2 separate regions of the Sus scrofa genome follow, and region 2 is linked to region 1. Evidence: chromatin contacts called from public HiChIP or PLAC-seq data. All regions are on one chromosome and are shown on one strand. Each heading gives the region's core, a stretch centred on a gene start, on an enhancer-like site or on the middle of the called end of the contact. The rest is flanking DNA. Distances are from core to core; before and after follow the strand shown.

The links. HiChIP or PLAC-seq counts read pairs in DNA pulled down with a chosen protein or histone mark.
Region 2: a contact with region 1 is called in an H3K27ac HiChIP or PLAC-seq map of skeletal muscle. The contact joins the promoter of DDIT4 here to the promoter of ASCC1 in region 1. A contact is called at or near these places in 1 of 5 promoter capture datasets (liver), 14 of 47 Hi-C or Micro-C datasets (alveolar macrophages, blood, brain and 7 more) and 2 of 2 datasets of contacts at active chromatin or transcription factors (alveolar macrophages and skeletal muscle).

Annotation. Positions count from the first base shown.
Region 1 is chr14:75,081,593-75,084,545 of Sscrofa11.1, reverse strand. It overlaps ASCC1 (activating signal cointegrator 1 complex subunit 1), which reads left to right and starts at 1,565. Exons shown (of 11, transcript NM_001244083.1): 1 at 1,565-1,663. ANAPC16 (anaphase promoting complex subunit 16) reads right to left here and starts at 1,873. Exons shown (of 4, transcript NM_001190225.1): 1 at 1,732-1,873.
Region 2 is chr14:75,116,176-75,119,128 of Sscrofa11.1, reverse strand. DDIT4 (DNA-damage-inducible transcript 4) reads right to left here and starts at 1,421. Exons shown (of 3, transcript NM_001243452.1): 1 at 1,272-1,421; 2 at 883-1,145; 3 at 1-599. The coding sequence starts at 1,084. The coding sequence ends at 106.

The DNA.
Region 1 (2,953 bases), core at 316-2,815:
TTTAGCTTATTTGCTGGGCCATATTTTAAACAATGGCTTTTTGGCATGTCATGTGCCATGTGAGAGGTGAAAGAGCATAGTGGTTAAGAGGTCAGGCTGAAGCCTCTTGGTCTAGGCTCGTATCTGTATGACTCGGGACAAATCATTTAACTTCTTTACTCTTCAGTTGCCTCATCTCTAAAATTGGGATAATGATAGTGCCTACCTCAGACATGTTAGGAAGCTTAATATAATTAAAGCAATTTGAACAGTTATAGGTACAGTAAACACTTAATATTAGTTATCCAAAATCACTAATGATTTTTTCCTGAATCATTTTTTCCCTATGCCAGATCAGTTTTTTTAAATGATTTTTATTTTTTCCATTAAGTTGGTTTACAGTGTCCTGTCAATTTCCTACTGTACAGCAAAGTGACCCAGTCACGCACACATATATACATTCTTTTTCTTACATTATCTTCCATCATGCTTCATCACAAGTGACTAGATATAGTTCCCAGTGCCATACAGCAGGATCTCACTGCTTTATCCAGATCCCGGTTTTTCATACTTATTGTTTCAACACACTCAAGGGAAAAGTTATTACTCCCTCCATTTGACATATAGTCAGCACACTCCTAGAGGGGAAAGAACCTGCTCAGAAAGAGGGAACATGCACTTCACACTAACATGCACTTCACACTTTTAAGGTTCATAATCTTAGGAAGAACCCCTTTCTTAGGAAAAGGGGGAGGAGTTATCTTTTTACCCTGGAGGCCTAGCACAGAACCTGGATCACAATTTCTCCTGAATAATGAACAAATGACAGAACACAGGGCGAGCAGCTCAGCAAAGGTTACCCAGGGGCTAGAGAAGATTGGTATGAAGAGGACTGGTTCATTATCATTTTGTTTTTCTTCCTCATTCTGCAGATCTATTTACATAACTCTTTCTCCCACTTGGCTGCTATGCCCAAAGTTGATGCTCTGTAAAATTTTGACAAATGTTTAAATACTGATGATGAGGTAACCTGGGATTTGACGCTATCAGGAAAGCTGGAACTATTAGCAGTAGCGATCCTTGCAGTAGAACAATGCTCTCTGGGGAGATACAGCACGGCTGTGTTCACATTGGTGAGATAATCAACACATTTACTTCATATACGATGGGGATGACCTCGTATTCATAAACTACTTTCCTTCCTGGCAGATATATACCTATCTTAGAAAGAACCTTTTCCTTTTAAAAATGTCCTATCATAAAGATACTGAAGGAAGTACGCTGGTACAATGGCAAATTATTAGAAGCAATTATTAAACTCCATCATCAAGAAAACATTCATTCCGCTGTGTTTCACTTAAACAGCTGGATTACCATTCAAAAAGATGTGCAGCTAAAAACAAGTGGGGCGGAAAGAAATGGGCTGCCAAGAGGAGGGATCAGAACGCCAACGGTTCTCAAGCTACCTCCAAGTCACAGCCACAGCCTCACCCCCACCCCCACCCCGACCCGCCATCGAGTCCCCAGAGGGCTACGCCAACAGCGCCGTTCCACTGCGCAGGCGCCAGCCCTCGGCCCGCATGCGCACTAGCCAGGCGCGGCCTAAGGAAATTTCCTCTTGCACGCCCTCTGCGGCAGGCTCCCATTCCTCCTCCTACTTTCTCCATTTTACTAGTCCCTGCAGGTAGGATCCCAGAGATCAAGTCCCTTTCCACCAGGCTCTCGAGGGTCCCTGAGCCCTCGGCCACTTACCTCAGCAGCTTTGGCACTTTCCCCTACAGCCCCGCCCCCAAGGCCGACTGGTGCGGCCGAGTTAACATCGACAAGGGCGGCGCCGTGCTCGCGCCCGCGTGGAGGGACCGGCAGCGGCGTGCGCGTGCCCCTTGCAGTAGTGGGCGTGGCCGGGGCGGAGAGGACTTCCGGGTCCTTCTCCTCCTCGTTCCCGGATTTTCTTTTTGCTGTGGGGTCCGTATTTCTCCGCTACCTTTGGAGTACTCGTTTTATTTTTTCTTGCTCACTTTTGTCATTTAGGGTTTTATCTTAACGCACGGCATTTCAGGCCTTCTGCTTTGCTCTCTCTTACCAAACCGTCACGCTGCAGGGTTAAATTTGTTATTCCGCCATCCTTCTGAGCAGACTCGTATCCCAAGGAAAGGCAGATGAACAGCTTCCTATCTCAGACAACGCTCTTTCCCAGAGCTCAGTCTCAGCGCCCTTCCTTAACATTAAAATCTACTTTTGTGGAGAGATTTATTTGAAAGGTCCTGGAGGAATAGGGCACTAGGATGTAAAGTCATTAAACTTGATAATTATACCCCTTCTGACATTCAAGTCTGTTTATTTTACTTATTATTTTATTCATTTTACTGCTAATCTCAACAGGAAATCACCACTTGGTTCTGTAAGCAAATTACCAATTAAAGCTATTTTCTTGCTGGGATTGGGTTGAGCGTTAGGGTATTTAGTGAGAATTGATTTTTTGAGGGGGAACTCTAACTTATTTTGGGCTTCATGACCGTCTAACACATATAGTGGGAACATTGGTTGAGCTTAACTATGGCTAGCCCATAAGGAATCTTTGTTTCCAGATTTTTTTTTTCTTTTTTTCAGGCTGCACCCACGGCATGTTGAACTTCCCAGCCTAGGGGTCGAATTGAAGCTGTAGCTGCCAGCCTACACCACAACCACAGCAACGTGGGGGATCTAAGCCCACAGGAACTATACCACAGCTCACAGAAATGTTGGATCCTTAACCCACTGAGCAAGGCCAGGGATGGAACCCGCATCCTCATGATTCCTAGTCGGGTTTGTTAACCACTGAGCAATGAAGGGAACTCCTCTTTCCAGAATTATTGATTCTTTAAGTGATGTTTAGAAGCTTGGCCTCTCAGTGAAGTGATGTACAGTTTGGGGGCCCACAGAAATTGGATTCCTCCCCTCAGCAATGTGTTCGTTTGGAGAACCATGTTGCTTA
Region 2 (2,953 bases), core at 172-2,671, 35 kb before region 1:
TTTTCTAACGACAGGCAACAGGCCCTCAGCTCCTGCCTGCCAACGTCCACCCCAAAAGTTCAACTGTCTCTGCCATGGGGGCAGTGTCGGCCCCCAGGCCCAAGTTCAACATTCTTCAATGAGCAGCTGCTCGGAGCTGTACAGCTTCTTCTTGATGACTCGGAAGCCAGTGCTCAGCGTCAGGGACTGGCTGAAGCCGGGGACGAAGGGAGAGTTGGCGGAGCTAAACAGCCCCTGGATCTTAGGCCAGAGGCGTGAGTCCAGGCGCAGCACGAGGGTCAGCTGGAAGGTGGGCACAAGGCTGGGGTCGAGGGCCAGCTGGCCCACGCTGTGGCAGCTCTTGCCCTGCTCTACGCAGACGTCCAGCAGCGCCCCCCGCAGGCCGCACGGCTCACTATAGGCCAGGCGCAGCAGTTCTTTGCCCACCTGGCTCACCAGCTGGCCGGGCATCAGCAGGCGCGCGGGGCGCCGCGAGCCCAGCCGCGCCTGGGCCAGGCTCTCCTGCAGCAGCTGCATCAGGCTGGCACACAGGTGCTCATCCTCAGGGTCGCTGAGCAGCTCGAAGTCAGGCAGGGACACCCCATCCAGGTATGCAGAGTCTGGAAGGGAAAGCACATAGGGAAGGAAGGTAAGAGCAGTTCCAAAAGGAGGAGGTGCTGTTTCGCTAAGAAAGCAGCACTCCTCTTGCCCCTCCGTGCCTCAGTTTCTGCCGCACACTCATCATACCCTATGCTTCAACCCCCTCCTCTGGCCTGTCCCCGCTCTGCGATCTGGATTCTGGTGGCCTACGAAGCCAAGGTGGCTTTGACTCTTTTCAGCGAGGTCCTTTCTCACCTTCCCCGCCCCTCGAGTCGCGTCCGGCCCTCGCCCGCGGCGGCTTACCTTCCTCCGGCCCAAAGCCACTGTTGCTGCTGTCCAAGGACTCGCAGTCCGAGCTCTCCAGGCTCGCGCAGCGACCGAGCCCTTCTTCCCGGGCCGCTGACCCCCAGGCTGAACGCGGAGGCTGATTTGGGGTGGGAGTTCGGGACAAGGACGAAGACGAAGAGGAGGAGGACGACGAGAAGCGATCCCAAAGGTTAGGCATGGTGAGGACGGACGCCAGGACGTTTGCAGATGAGCTCACCGGTGCTGGAGCGCAGAAGACGCTGTAAGACAAGAGCGACACGGGCCCGGCGTCAGTCTGAGGGGTGGACCAGACTCAGAGCGCTACGACCCCCGCGGCTGAGGCCTCCCTGCTCATCGATCCGCGCACACACAGAAGGGACACTCACCAGCTAGAGCAGTTAGCGAGAACTGCTCTGACGAGTGCGTACAGCCGCTTGACCGCTTGAATGGGTGCGCGAACTGGTGCCAACCCCCGAGCTCTGCCCAGACCTGTCCCTTCTCCTCAGCCTCACCTCCCCCTCGGCCTGCCTCGGTCCCTAGCACCAGCGCCGAGGGACCTATAAGGACTAGCGCGGGGAGGCCACACCCCTTCCGCGCCACGGCCCAATCCAGACCCGGGAGTGTGGCCCATCTCGGCCAATGGACTCCGGGCGCACGTTCGCAACGTTCTCTCCTGCCCGGTGACAGCCGCCTGGCCCCGCCTCCGTTGAGCCCCAGAAAGCTCTCGGCGGAACCCCCGAGCCACGGCCACGCCCCCTTTCTGGAAGGGATCCGCGGCGGCGGCGGCGGCGGCGGCGGCGGCGGCTGCAGCTGCCAAGGTCCCCGAGGGCGCTCGCGGCAGGGGAGGATCAAGGAAAGACTTGTTTATTATAGGGTCGTATTGCTGGGGGAGGGGTTAGGCCGCGGCCGCGCGGGGGAAGAGGCAGGGGAACTTGAGAGGGCAACAGGCAAGGAAAACGGTTGCCCTCAGCTTGTGGGAGCCTGCGAGCTATGGGTACAACTAGGAGCAGGGCTGGATGCCCGGGGGAGCAGACGTTAACCCAGCCCACTCTCGCGCAAGTACCCCACACTAACCTTCCTTACCAGGGGTCAGGATATGGGGGTGGGGCCCCAAAACAGCAGCTCAGAGCACTCTGCTCCCTTTCTGGGCGGCCGCACTTGCCTACTTGCCCGTTACTCTACAGACCCAGAGGATGGATTAATGAGGGGGGGCGGTGTCCATGCCCCCGATGTGAGCCTAGTTTCCTAACCGCGTCAGCGCCCACCCTCCAGCTGCCTTCAAAGACAGGGTTTGGGGAATGTGGTTGAAGGAATATTGATAGGCCCCAGTTCCTGGCGCTTGGTCCGGGAGCTGCGAACTGGGACCTACATCAGACGGACACACTGACCCACCCGCCGGCCCTACCGACCGACTGCGGTGCAGCAGTGCCTCCCCAGCCAGCTGCAGCTTAGAGGCCTCAGGCATCCGCCGGGTCCTAGCGCCCCTCTCTACCAAACGCTTTGTGTAAAAGACCTGGAGAGTTGCGTCAGGACCGAGGAGCTAGGTCTCCAGAAAAGCCCCGGAGTGCAATCGCCATCCCCTATTTCGTCATGCACACTGGGCCCCAAGAAATCAGGCCCGACGGCGGTGCTCAAAGAGTGACAGAGGTTGCTGACGGTGGGAAGAGGTTCGGACGGATTCGACCTTTATTTATTTAAAGGTTCATCAATCTGGGACACAGGATTCTGATGGAAGAGAGAACCCAGCTTACATCAGATGCTCCCTCCCGTCCCGGGGCGGGCCAGAGCCTAACCAGATCAGACTGGCAGGCCTCGCCTAGGGGCAGACTTGCGCGTGACCGAAGACACTTACAGGAGTAGTCGGGCCACTGCCACTCCCCCCCCCCATTAAAATTAAAAAAAAAAAAAAAAAAAGGCTGACCGGTGGGCCTTTTGGGCAAACCAAGACTTAAGACTGTAAAGCACCAGAATTCAAACCTTGCATCCCACTCCCACTTTCCAGATGGGAAAACCATCTCTGGAGACGAATTTATGGATTAAAAAAAAATAAATTAGAGGGCTCAGATTA